Linked DNA regions of Triticum aestivum: region 2 is linked to region 1. A link is a contact called in public Hi-C data. All regions are on one chromosome and are shown on one strand. The core of a region is the stretch at or near the end of the contact, and the rest is flanking DNA. Distances in the headings are between cores, read along the strand shown.

The links. A called contact is a pair of places that touch in the nucleus more often than the background predicts.
Region 2: a Hi-C map of leaf shows a contact between it and region 1, with 6 times the contacts expected there. The contact joins the promoter of LOC123060339 here to the promoter of LOC123060337 in region 1. A contact is called at or near these places in 3 of 5 Hi-C or Micro-C datasets (all in leaf).

Annotation. Positions count from the first base shown.
Region 1 is chr3A:66,433,165-66,439,393 of IWGSC CS RefSeq v2.1, reverse strand. LOC123060337 (L-type lectin-domain containing receptor kinase SIT2) reads right to left here and starts at 4,579. Exons shown (of 1, transcript XM_044483018.1): 1 at 2,326-4,579. The coding sequence starts at 4,546. The coding sequence ends at 2,528. LOC123060338 (a long non-coding RNA gene) reads left to right here and starts at 691. Exons shown (of 2, transcript XR_006427904.1): 1 at 691-932; 2 at 5,426-5,701.
Region 2 is chr3A:66,590,916-66,597,470 of IWGSC CS RefSeq v2.1, reverse strand. LOC123060339 (pyruvate decarboxylase 1) reads right to left here and starts at 4,780. Exons shown (of 6, transcript XM_044483019.1): 1 at 4,152-4,780; 2 at 2,754-2,917; 3 at 2,012-2,662; 4 at 1,484-1,601; 5 at 1,191-1,379; 6 at 497-1,030. The coding sequence starts at 4,640. The coding sequence ends at 860. It also overlaps the pseudogene LOC123057942.

The DNA.
Region 1 (6,229 bases), core at 3,330-5,829:
ATTTTTGTCTTTTGTCTTTTTTCTTATTTTCTTCCTTTATCCTTTTCTTTTTTTAATAATTTTGGTAAGATTATTTTTAAATTTGTGAATATTTTTTTGAATCTGCAAATATTTTTTGAATTCATGAATAATTTTTTGCAATTCATGAATGACTTTTGGATCCACCTACATATTTTTCTATGTATGTGAACATTTTTAAGTCACAGTTTTTTAATTCGCAAATGTTTTTCTAATTCACGGATATAATTTTAGTTCATAATATTTTTTTGAATTCGTAAACATTTTTTTGAAGTCGAGAACAATTTTTTGAAATTTGTTATCATTTAAAAAAAACTTGTGATCATTTTTTAAGCTCACTAATATTTTCGAAATTCAAGATTATTTTTTAAAACCATGAACATTTTTTGGAATCCTGTGTATTTTTTGGAATCCTGTGTATTTTTTGAATCGTGATTATTTTCGAAAACAATGTTTGGATTCGTATTTTTTTCTAAATATGCGAACATTGTTTAATTCGTGATTTTGTTTCAGAATTCGGGACATTTACTACGTTCATGAACATCTTTCTTATAAATTCATATTTTTGAAACCACAAACAGAAAAAAATACAAAAAAAAAACTGGGGCGCCTCGGTATAGGTGCCGTATAGTGTGCAGCCAGCAGTGACCAGCTCTGTTCTGCTCCATCTAGGAAAAAAACTCTGTTCTTCTCGTCTAGACTCTCGCGCGGACTTGCGTTGGGGAACGGGGTCTGGCTGGGGCCGGGGCAGATGCGTTCGGGCGCGGGGGGCGGCGGGCGTGCGTTCTCCAGCCCGTCAGATGGCCAGAGGCCTCGACGCCTCGTCGCGGCCGCGCTCCGCATCAGGGCGACGCCGGCTCTACGCGCGGTGAGCCAGTGAGCAGCAAGATCAGTCTACTCTCCCTCCCCATTCGGTAATTTTATCCAGTTCGATTCCTAGTTTTCCGCTGCATCTTAATTAGTGGGGGATTCTAACTAGGTCAGATGTTTTGCACTAGATACATTTGTTGTTTATAAAGGACCGAATCTAGCCATGGTTTAGGGGAATGCTAATATACTGTCGATTCATTTTATACAAAAGAAATAGAGGTGAATGTGAAGCTACTGAATGCTCGGCCTCCTCTCTTGCTACTCTAGTTTGAACATCAAAGTCATAAATAACAAATCAAACTCGAACAATCGAAGTCTTGTTCCGAGGGATTAAATTCTTGGAACGGGATCCAGCATTATGTCCACATATTTGGCAATTATCCACCTAATCAAAGTGATGATCTGTGGCGAGCAGATTTAAAGCAGTCCTTACCGAAAAAGGCTTTCGCCCCGCTTTATAAATAAAGCAAACCGTCAAAAGCACACATACACGGACTAGTCCGGAACACACACACCCAAGATACACAACAAGAGGTACAAAGGTTCCGCTGAGGGCACAGCTCAACAAGCCCAAAAAACAACAAAGAAAAGAAAGGCCGAAGCCGGAGAACAGGTCCGGCGCCTAATCTGGCTCCGGAGGAGGCGGAGGGGGCGGCGGCGGCGACAGACGAAAGGCCATCGAGCGAAGGTCGGCGATGAAGGCGGAGATGGCGTCCCGGTCCCGAAGGCCGCTAAGCGACCGCCAAAGCTGCAAGAAACCAGACAGTTTGAAAAGAGCGTCAGTAGCCCGTCGAAGAAGGATGCGCTGAATCACAAGCTTATTGCGAATCGTCCAGAGGGTCCAGGCGAGTGCCCCAATCTCAAGCCACCTAATGTGGCAAGAGGGCAGGGGGAAGTTCTAAAGTTCGGCAAAAAGGTCGGGAAAGTTGGTGTGGCACCAATCACCTCCCACTACCTCTCTAAAGCAGCTCCACACGAATTAAACGGACACACAGGAGAAGAAGATGTGGTTCGAATCTTCAGGGATACCACACAGCGGACCCTTTTGTGGTTCGAATAAGCAGTCCTTATGCTGACCCTTTTGTGGAATTGCAAAGTTTATGGTACGCAAGATCGACACTTCAAGTACAATTGATTTAACCCGGACGATTTGGGGTAGTCCTAAAAAGTTACAGCTTCGTCCCTCCTAAGATTTCTTTCAAGCTCCACGACTGACACCTGTATATATCACTCAAACTGACCCAAAGGCCATGATGTTTCAGACAACTCACGAGACGATGTAATCCATTCAGTTAGTGAACTCTCATTGTTTCTCAAAGGAATTCCAAACAAGCACAGACAGAAACTTCTGTAAAATTCATGAGTTCACATGTACATGCTAGGTGCTTACATACACCAAGTAGTTTCAGACTGGAACCATGTAGAACATACAGAAGATTGATTCATTAACCCCGTGAGTAATTAAACTGAGCATAGACAACCAGAGTAACATCTGAAGTGAAGTAAATGTTTGATATGCTCCCTAGCTAGTGTTTGAATACATTAAAATATAGTATCTATCCAGACGAAATGCACAAGAAAGTAGATGTTTTAACATCTAAGAGAGACACGATAACACTGAACACCGTATATGTATATGTTATCTTCCTCCTGAAAGGTCGGAAAAAGTGGCAAAACTCGTCGATAACTGAGGGTATTGCAAGTTTGGTGATTCCAATCCTCTGTTTTGCGTCAAGGCCTGCATAGTGAAGCTGAAGTGTGCTGGTGTTAGCTCTGGGAGTGGTGTATCACCTTCGAGATACTGCATGACTTGCCGCATTGTGGGCCTTGCGCTAGTAAAAGGGTGCGAGCACAGAAGCCCTAGCTTCAGCACCAATGATGCATCATCGATGTTGTAGTCACCCCGCAGTCTCTGATCCACGGTATCCATGAGCGATCCGTTGTGCCAACGCTCTATAACCCAGTCGACCAATGTATGTTTGTTGCCAAATGGGTTCTGCTTGATAGGCCTCTGCCCAGAAGTAACCTCAAGGAGAAATATGCCGAATGCAAACACGTCCGTCAGAGGGGATGCCTTGCCCGTCCGTACGAACTCAGGCGCCAGGTATCCCATGGTTCCAACCATATGTGTGGTTTGTGGATCAGTGCCATGATCGTACAACCTTGAGAGACCAAAGTCACCTAGTCTTGCATTCATTTCACTGTCCAGAAGCACGTTGCTCGGCTTGACGTCTCGGTGTATGACAACTTTCTCCCACTTCTCGTGAAGGTAAAACAATCCGAACGCGACACCCTTGATAATATGTAACCTCTCCTCCCAATTCAGTGATGGCTTGCCATCTTTAAAGTATAAATACTGATTGAGGCTTCCATTTGACATGTAGTCATAAACCAAAAGAAGTTCACCTTTCCTTCGGCAATAGCCAAGCAGGGGCACAAGGTTGCGGTGTCTGAGCCGGCCGATACTGACAACCTCCGCGATGAACTCCTTCATCCCTTGCCTCGACTCGTGAGACACTCTCTTCACCGCCACTTTCAGTTTGGACTTTGGGAGTGTCCCTTTGTATACCTTGCCGAACCCGCCCACACCAAGCAGATTCTTTTCCTTGAACCCTTCCGTGGCATGGAACAGGTCCTTGAAGGAGAAGCGGTGTGGCCCGAAATCGACCTCCCAATCTTCCCGCAGCTCCCTGTACCTGAATCTCTTGCGAAGAAACAAAATGATGACAGTTCCTACTACAAGGACGAACGTGGCCGTGGCAATAGGCAGGGTGATCTCCAGGACCTTGGAGCGAGGCTCTGGGCCAAGACGTGGTAGCTTTGGGAGCTTAGATGTGTCGATGGCTGGAGCAGGGCCGTTTACGGCGAAGCTCCAGCCGAGAACGCAGTGGATCGTGCTGATTGCGCCGGTAGTGGCTGCGAAGCCGATGTACGATGGTTCTCTCAGAACTGTGGAGAGGTTGTAGGGAGATGAAAGCAGCGGCCTCACCGGCTTAGCTACTCCCAGAGGAGCCAAGAACACGTTGATCTGCGTGGACACCCCATCATAGTCAGCCCATACCTGCATCGCCTTGCCGCTGATAAGAGTCAAGTTGTTGAAGGCTCTACTCTCATCATCGTAGTACCCAGTGCGGTAGGCCTGCAAGGAGTTGAGGCTGTTGATGTCGATGCCAACGTGGTTGTTGTCCATGTCCTGGAACTCCTTGTTCTGGGTGGTGTCGAGCTCGACGGCGAACATGTGGTTGCTGGCGTTGCCATTGTTGCCGCTGTTGAGGAGGCCCATGTACTGCGCCCACGTGTTGGAGAGGTTCTTGGTGGGGGCGACAAAGAAGGCCATGCCGTCGGCGCTTATGCCGTCGTGGACGGAGAGGATGGCGAAGGCGAAGCTGAGGGAGAAGGACCGCACCGTGCCGTTGGGCGACCCGCGCAGGCTCAGCGGGGTCGGGTACAAGGCGTGGCCGAGGTTGATGGTGTCGTTGGTGAGCTCGAGGAGCCCCTCCGGCGTCACCTTGGCGCTGCCGTCGAGGGTGAGGTTGACACCGGAGAAGCCGTTGTATAGAAAACTGAAACTGTCGTTGCTGGTTGTGGATGCAGCACAGGGAAGAACGAGGAGTGGGATGGCATAGAGGAGGAAGAAGATGTGCTCCCTCGGAGCCATGCCTTGAGCTCTCTGGCAAGGAAAATATTACGATATTTTGTGGCTGATAAACAACTAGTACCGGTGTGGCTATCCTATCTAAGTAGTACTGCTGTATGTGCGCGTGACAGTGGCAAACAACTGCCCATGATTATTTACTAAGAAGTAAATCCATAAAATTTATAGTACTTAGTAATTTTGCTAAGTCGCAAGCAAGAGACACATCACCATCCACGTGTGCAATCGAAGAGAAAGTGGTCCAACAGGTTCAATTTTCTTCCTAGATACTGAAAAATTGTCTCCCCATCGACGCTGAAGTCTGAACATCTTTGTGGAACCGTCTAAATCAGACTGATTTAGACGGCAACCACTAGCAAGTAGCAACACGTTGTTATAATTCTCTCCTCCGAGACGAGGGAAGAGCCTTTGAATATCAAGCCAGAAAGTAGAGTAGCATGCGTACACTTCTGTTGGTGATAAGTCTGGATAGTCGTCTAAAACGACTGGGTATGCATGATCCGTCATGGTCAATCCCGGCGTCCTCTGGCTAGCGGTCTGCATATGCACTTGTGTTGGACTTCTCTGCTGAATCTGAGGTGGTCCGGGCTAGGTATGCACCGCACATATAATGTAGCTAGCCTAGAGTTTTCTACATACTGTATGTAAGGACATCCTCATCCGCCCAACACCAAGGACTGGGCCGTCGCTACACGGTGGACACCTACATCATGCACGTCTCCATGTCGGGTTGGACGGTCCCAAACTGATGGACGTGTTGTTTGTAGAGTCAAACGGGTGCCTGCAGAAGAGCTTGTCTATTCTCTGATAAAAGTCTACTGCGACAGCCATTTTTCTGTGTGGCTAACCCAGGGCGATCCGGTTGCATGGCTGGAGTTTCAGGAAAAGCATGAGAGAAATGTGAAAGCGAAGGGAGGAGGGAGAGGAGTCGGTCCACTGAGGAGACTGTAGCATTGGATGAGATCAACTTTGTAAGGTGGTTTCAAGACTCCATGTCTGTGTTGCCAAGGTCTGTGGTTGGTTTTGTTGCGTGTTGATGCGTGAGCTATGCATTTTTTTTTAATAATTTGCTTTTCTACATTCTCAATGTCTTGACTAGTTTTTGATATCGTGATGGTGTAGAGCCTGGATATAATTTGCATCTTCTTGCTATTAACATATCCACGTTATCGTAGAAATGTGCAAAATGTTATCTCCTTGATATATAGAAAGCCAGTATCCGTTGGATCTTTCAAGAAAGAAACTAAGCTAGTTATTTTGAATAACATATGACCATATATTAATTCTTTAGAATTAGTCACAAGGGCAGTAATTGTATGTGTTGTCCATATAATTCTGGCCAATAAATACATGTATTTTGCCAACAAGTATATTCTATATATGCACATGTTTTTCTTTACAGTATGTATGCACCAGTTATTACACTTCCTAGCAGTTTTAGTACATGTCCTTCATTGTAATTATATGTTGGTTTAGTGAAGGATAGAGCCATTTAAAAAAAAATGACGGTTTACCCCGCCTCTGCATCAGACGATGCACACATCCATATTTGCTAAGATTAGAGTATCAAACATCCATTACATCGTACAAAAGTGGCCCCAGAACCCAAACAGCAACATGTATATTGTAGAACTTGAGAGAAAGATGAAGTGCACAACAGTAACAGTTTTGCGCCATTAGTTGCTC
Region 2 (6,555 bases), core at 3,531-6,030, 160 kb before region 1:
GTTTGTGAGGTGAATGAGGAGAAAGGTTTCATGTGAATTTGTGTCTTACTCATATAAAATTGGGCTGCTGCAAATGGTTTCAAATAAATTAAATTAAATCATACCAGCTGGAAAACATTTTGAAAACTGCCACTTTCCTGGTCCCAAATGTCACTACTGCTAAATTTGGTCTAAATATCATGGTCAAGTGTCGAGACAGACACCTCCCTTTAATATTAGGTAGAGACAGATATTAAGTTAGAGATGTGAAAGTGTCGAGAGAGACACCTCACTTTAATATTAGGTTAGGTAGAGATGTGAAACACATCTTTTACTTTTGTTAGGTATAAATTCAAGTTCTTTACACCCATGTAAATTTTCATAGCAAAAGAGCACTGAAACTTTTTTTTGTGCACAGGGTGCAAAATAACCATCTCCCATGAAAGTTTACAAACGCAAAACAGACAGTGTTCTTTCTGTAATATTTTGACACTCAGAAATTGTTTTCACCCAAGAGTGCACCATTGAATTACTCTGCTACTTCACCACATAACTGAATCTTCTTCGCATTCTAGAAACGCAACTTGTTTCGTCTTACTAATGCTTTTGAGAAACACAACCAGCTTGAAACTGTTGTCAAAATCAAGAAAGATGCCAAAATCAAGAGCGTCTTTAGCTGGCTACGACATCGATTTCAGATTTATTGAAGTAATATACAAGCACAGGTTCCTGAACTAAGACCATCTATGTACAGTAACCATGAGCACTTGCAACAGCAATGGACTCAAATGGATGATTTATTCAGAGAACAGTAACATCTATTCAGAACTTCCACATGACATCATTAAGCTGGATGAGGATCTTGTGGAGACCTGATGTGTCACTGGGGATTTGGTGGGCGGCTATTCGCGGCGGAAACCCTAGAACCCCACTCAAGAAGCTCTTTACTAGTGTCATCCTTGTGCACAATTACCTCTATAAAGCACAGGCTGTCCTTGTTGGGTCCTAGGGATGCCTCAATTGCCTTCTTCAGTTCCTCCTCTGTTCGGACCTACAGACACAAAGGTGAAATGTCATTGCAATGCAGTACTTTTTAAATATTTTGAAATATATTCAGGTGGGGAGTCTTTCCCCCGGGTGACAGTTTCAAAAAACCTTTCTAAATTGTTTTAGCCGTATAAATAAATATATATTACAACTGTAACACCAACCTTGGCCGTATAGCACTTGCCCTCGCCATTATGGAATGCTTCCACCACGCCGGTGTAGTTCCAATTCTTGATGACGTTGTAAGGGCCGTCATGGATCTCCACCTCAATGGTGTAACCCCCGTTGTTTATGAGAAAGATGATGTTGTTCTGTTCCCACCGGAGCATCGTCGACACTTCTTGTGCCGTCACCTATATACCAGCTCAATTAAATCTTTCTTAGCCACATATTTTGATAGAGCTTTACATTTAATAGTATAGGATAGAACGATTGGTGATTCTGATTTTTTTCATACCTGAAAGCTGCCATCTCCAATGAAGGAAATGACTCGCTTACCCTTAGCAGCCTGCGCATATCCCAGAGTTGCACCCACAGCCCAACCAATTGATCCATATTGCATCTGAAATTCATACCTGCCAAAAGAAAATGGTGTTTAATTAAACATAAACCGAACAGTATACGTCCTACTTACTGACACAAACAAGGCTTGTCAGTTGTTACCAATGTGAAATTAGTCTAGACTTCTATCATTCATTTTCGAGACTCTTGCATGAAACCAGCTGATAATATGGTCTCACTAATCGGTGACACGTCACGGGTTATTTTATCGAAGTTCAAACTACTATGAGGCATTTTATCAAATTCTCCCGGATAAATAATCAATTTGCAAAACAATCAGAACAAAATATCTTGATATAATCCAACTATACCTATTACCTAAATTAAAAATACTAAAAGAACGGATGTGACCAACAACCAATACGTGAAGTTTAAAAAAACTCAGACCGAAGTTAGAGGACTGAAACATTTCAGGGGAGCTTACCCACAGCCTTCTGGCAGTTTCAGCTTCTGGCAGTTAAACCATGAGTCCCCAGTCTCTGCTATAACAGCTGAGTCGCCAGACAGCATTTTCTGAATATGCTTGAAAAGTACATTCACTCTCAAAGGCTCTCCAGGCGCAGAGGAAAGGGGTTCGCCCTGAGGCACAAAAATCCGACTGTAGTTGTCGTAGGCAGCTGTGTTCTTCTTCAGCCGGGTTCCAAGTGCATGCAGGAAGTCCTTCATCAGAACACACCCAAATGCAGGCCCGTTCCCAATCACCACTCGGTCTGGCTGGACAATGATGGCCTTCTCCTTCTTGAGAAGAAGTGAGTACCCAACCGAGCTGTAGTCGTTAAATATCGGGCCGGCAAACAAATAGGCATCAGCTGACTCCACAATCTCAGCACAGAACGGAGAGCTGACAGCACCCCAGTATGTGCCAATAAATCTAGAATGGTGCTCTGGCACAAGCCCCTTTGCAGAAGGCATCGCTGCAACCGGATAACCGCATGCATCAGCCAGCTCTACGAAGGCCTCGCATGCTTTGGCCACCCTCATCTTTGGTCCGCCAACAAGAACCGGCTTGACTGATTTGTTCAGAAAAGCCGCAGCGGTCTCCACTGCTGCTTCCAAGGTCATCTGGTTTGACAGTCTGACAAATGAACAGTTCATCAACATCAGTGATACCGAGCCAACTGCCATCTCATCGTCATTATGCCCATACAGGGAGCATGCCAACTTACTTTGGGGAGAGAAAGAAAGGGACAGGATGGCGGCTAAAGGTAGGATGCGGGATCGATGGGAGGTTGCAGCTGATGCTGATGTAAACAGGCTTGCTCTCCTTCAGTGCAGTGGAAATGGCAGTGTCAATCTGTTCATGTGCATCCTCCAAGTTGTTCACCACAGCCTGCAATTTATGAAATGAGGTCATATCATAGAAAAAAATAAAATAAAAATCGCAATGCTCATATAGATATCTTGCCTTTTCACTTTTAAATTAAATTCACAATACCAAGCATACATATCATCTGCGGAAGGTGAAGGTTTAGTCTCCTCTTAACCTTCTATGTAGTCACACATGTTCATTTAATTTCCCGTATATGAACGCTTTATTTCCTCATTCTGTTAATATACAAATTTATGCGTGTACAGTGAAATCATTCTTGCAGTTTAATTGTCTTACAGAATTATCATATTATTCATATACGCCATCCAAACTAACTTAGAAGTACAAAAGTAATGGATAATCAAGCGAGAGATACAACTGATGCACCAAGCACTGTAATGGACTAAAAGTTATGCTTGAAGTTGTTAAGCATAGTAGCTACTCACGCATGACAATAGTCCAAGTCAGAAGACAGAAGGAATTTTCCTCCGAAAATGGGGGTAGTTTCCCTGTTTCTATATTGGAGAATCCTATTTCTGAACAAATAAGCCAATAAGTGTAAAATCTACTCCCTCTGTTCCTAAATGTAAGGTGTTTTGGCACTTTAAATTAAACTGCCAAAATGTCATACATTTAGGAACAGAGGGATACATTGTTCTAGAAAGCCTGATTTTAGTTTGGAGCAAACAGCATGTCCAGCAATGAATCTGGTGATCTCCACAGCCAAGGATTTTACATGCACCCCATAGTCAATAACTCAATATTCAGAGAACAAATTTATCTCAGAAAAAGAGATTTTTCATAGTTACAGTATAAACAAAATCATCAATCCCTAAGCTCAAAAAAGCATAAACGGATCCTATCAAGCTTTACGGATTTTAGCATCGCGGTGACCTGGCAATACAGAAAGAAATTATGTCTCAATATTGCAAATTGTATAATAGTAATACTGTTGGATTGAACATTGGAATCAACTGTTTAGACAGACAGTGCTAGAACTGCAGCAGAGCCATTCCCTGAAAAAACAACTAAACCCCAAAACCCAGACTACAGGACATGGAGGAACAATCAGAAAATATCACAAACTGAACATGTCACAAAGGGAATTGCGAATTAGACCACAGATCCAGTCCATTGACCAAACAGAAACTAAAATAATTTTTTAACCTAAAATCTAAGCAGTGCCAAAATCCCTAACAAAATCAGAGCATTTCGTCTTGAGGAACGACATTAAAACTGAACAACAGAGACGTACCTGATAACAGGTGACGTTCTGGAAGCAGCGGAGTTCCTGCGTGAAATCGGGGATGCCGATGGTGTGGTGGAGGATCCGGTTGCTGCCGTAGTCGTTGCTGTTGGGGCCCCCGACGATGCAGATGACGGGGAGGTTCTCGCTGAAGGCGCCGGCGACGGCGTTGATGGCGCTGAGCCCGCCGACGGTGAAGGTGACCGCGCAGGCGCCGACCCCGCCGTCGCGCGCGCGGGCGTAGCCGTCGGCGGCGTAGGCGGCGTTGAGCTCGTTGCAGCACCCCACGAGCCGCACCCCGCCGCCGGACGGCTGCTCCGCCTCCAGCTCGTCGAGGAGCGTCAGGTTGAAGTCCCCCGGCACGGTGAAGACCTCGCGCGCGCCGACCTCGGCCAGGCGGCGCGCGAGGTGGCGCCCCAGCGTGGCCTCCCGCGGCAGAGCGGCCGCGGAGGGCGGCGCCGCGGCGTCCGCCGGGGAAGGAATCGAGCCGATGTCCATGGCGAGGGCAGGGAGGACGGCAGTTCGCGCGGAGGTTCTTCCTGGCCGCGGCGGAGGAGGGGAGAAGGTTCGTGCTTGGAAAAGTCGGCTGATTGGCGCTCGTGATGTAGGCGTCGGACAGTTGGAGGCTAGTGGCGAGGCGACACATCGCCGGGCAGCGCAGGCGGGCGGCTTCTAGACGGAGGGAACAAGTGGCGCGTGGCTCCATTTTATTCCTTTCATTCGAGAAAAGGGCAAAGGTCCAACTTTTAGAAATTAAAGACCCAAACCTTCACGGCGGCTAAACAATGGACTAATTTATGAAATCACCAGTCAAGCTCTCCTTGCAAAAATCACATCCCCGCCTTCTCTGATTTGACAACAAACGACCCATGCATTGCATATGGTTCAGTTTTCGCAGCATGAAAGTTTCTCATTTTTTTAGATTCGTTCTTCAAAATGTTTTATCTTTTGAATCGTGTGTCAAATACCAAACTACTTGGATTTTGTGTGTTGAGATCTTCAAAATTAGATCCCTGACGACCATGAGGTGGGAAAAGGTAGGGTGGATCCGCATGACGTTTCCATGAAGAAAAATGGCATCCTAGGGTGTTGTCGCCATCGCGGCTGGCATGAACCGACCTAGGAATTATCCCAATCCGAATTCCCACCTCCCGCTCCGTCCCAACCCGGTAACCGGCTAGCAGCATGGCAATGTCCGGTAAGACAGAGTGCACGCAACATGTGTTGGAGGAAGAAGCAGCTCGACGTCCTTGGCCGCCGGGGTAGCAAGCCGCGGCACCAACACGCCGGTGAATCGCCGGCCATCCGATCTGATTCCTGGCAACCCACCCGCCCCACTGTGCCACCGGACGGGGAGGCCATCCCAGGAGGCTGCCGACCCTGATCCAGGGCACTCCGCCCCATATCGGGAAGGGCTGCACCAGCCCTGACACCAAGGTCACCGTTGGGACACCGTCGTTGTCCATCAAGGCGCCTTGGTCCAAATCGGCACCGCCATGATCCAGATCGGTGCCGCACCCCCCCGAGATGGGGTGTCCCGCGCCACCCAAAGACCCGAGAAGGGGGGCAGTACCTCTGCCGACGCAGACCACGGGTGGCGAAGGAGGGAGGAAGGGGAAGGCGGGGAGAATTGGCGGATGTGGCTGGGGCCCCTCGGCCGCCCGCATGGGAGGCGACGGAGGGGAGGGAAGGGAAGGGGCGACGACACGTGTGTACTCTTATTACTAATATAATGCCTATCTTTTGCTTTTGGAAAGCACAACAACCCTGAAACTTCTGTCAATTCAAATAACTCAAAGAAAGATGCCGAAACCAAGAGCGTCTGTACCTGACCACAACATCGATTTCAGATTTATTTAGGTAATACAAGTACCAGTTCCTGAACTGAGAACACCAGCGTACAGTAACCATGAGCACTTGCGGCAGCAGTGGACTCAAATGGAGGATTTATTCAGAGTTCAGTACATGTGAACTTTCACATGACCTCATTAAGCTGGATGAGCATCTTGTAGAGACCTGGTGTGTTCACTGAGGATTCGGCGGGCGGCTATTTGCGGCGAAAAGCCTAGCTCCCCACACAAGAAGCTCCTTGCTAGTGTCATCCTTGTGCACAATTACCTCTATAAAGCACAGGCTGTCCTTGTGAGGTCCTAGGGATGCCTCAATTGCCTCCTCCAGTTCCTCTTCCGTTCGAACCTATACAGACACAAATGTGCAATGTCATTGCAATGCGGTGTTTTGAAATATCTTTTAACCATATAAATACATCATGCAATAAATTGCGTCACCAACCTTTGCAGTATAAGAGTTTCCCTCGCCATTATGAAATGCTTCCACCAAGCCGGTGTAGTTCCAATTCTTGATGACGTTGTAAGGACCATCATGGATCTTCACCTCGATGGTGTAACCCCCG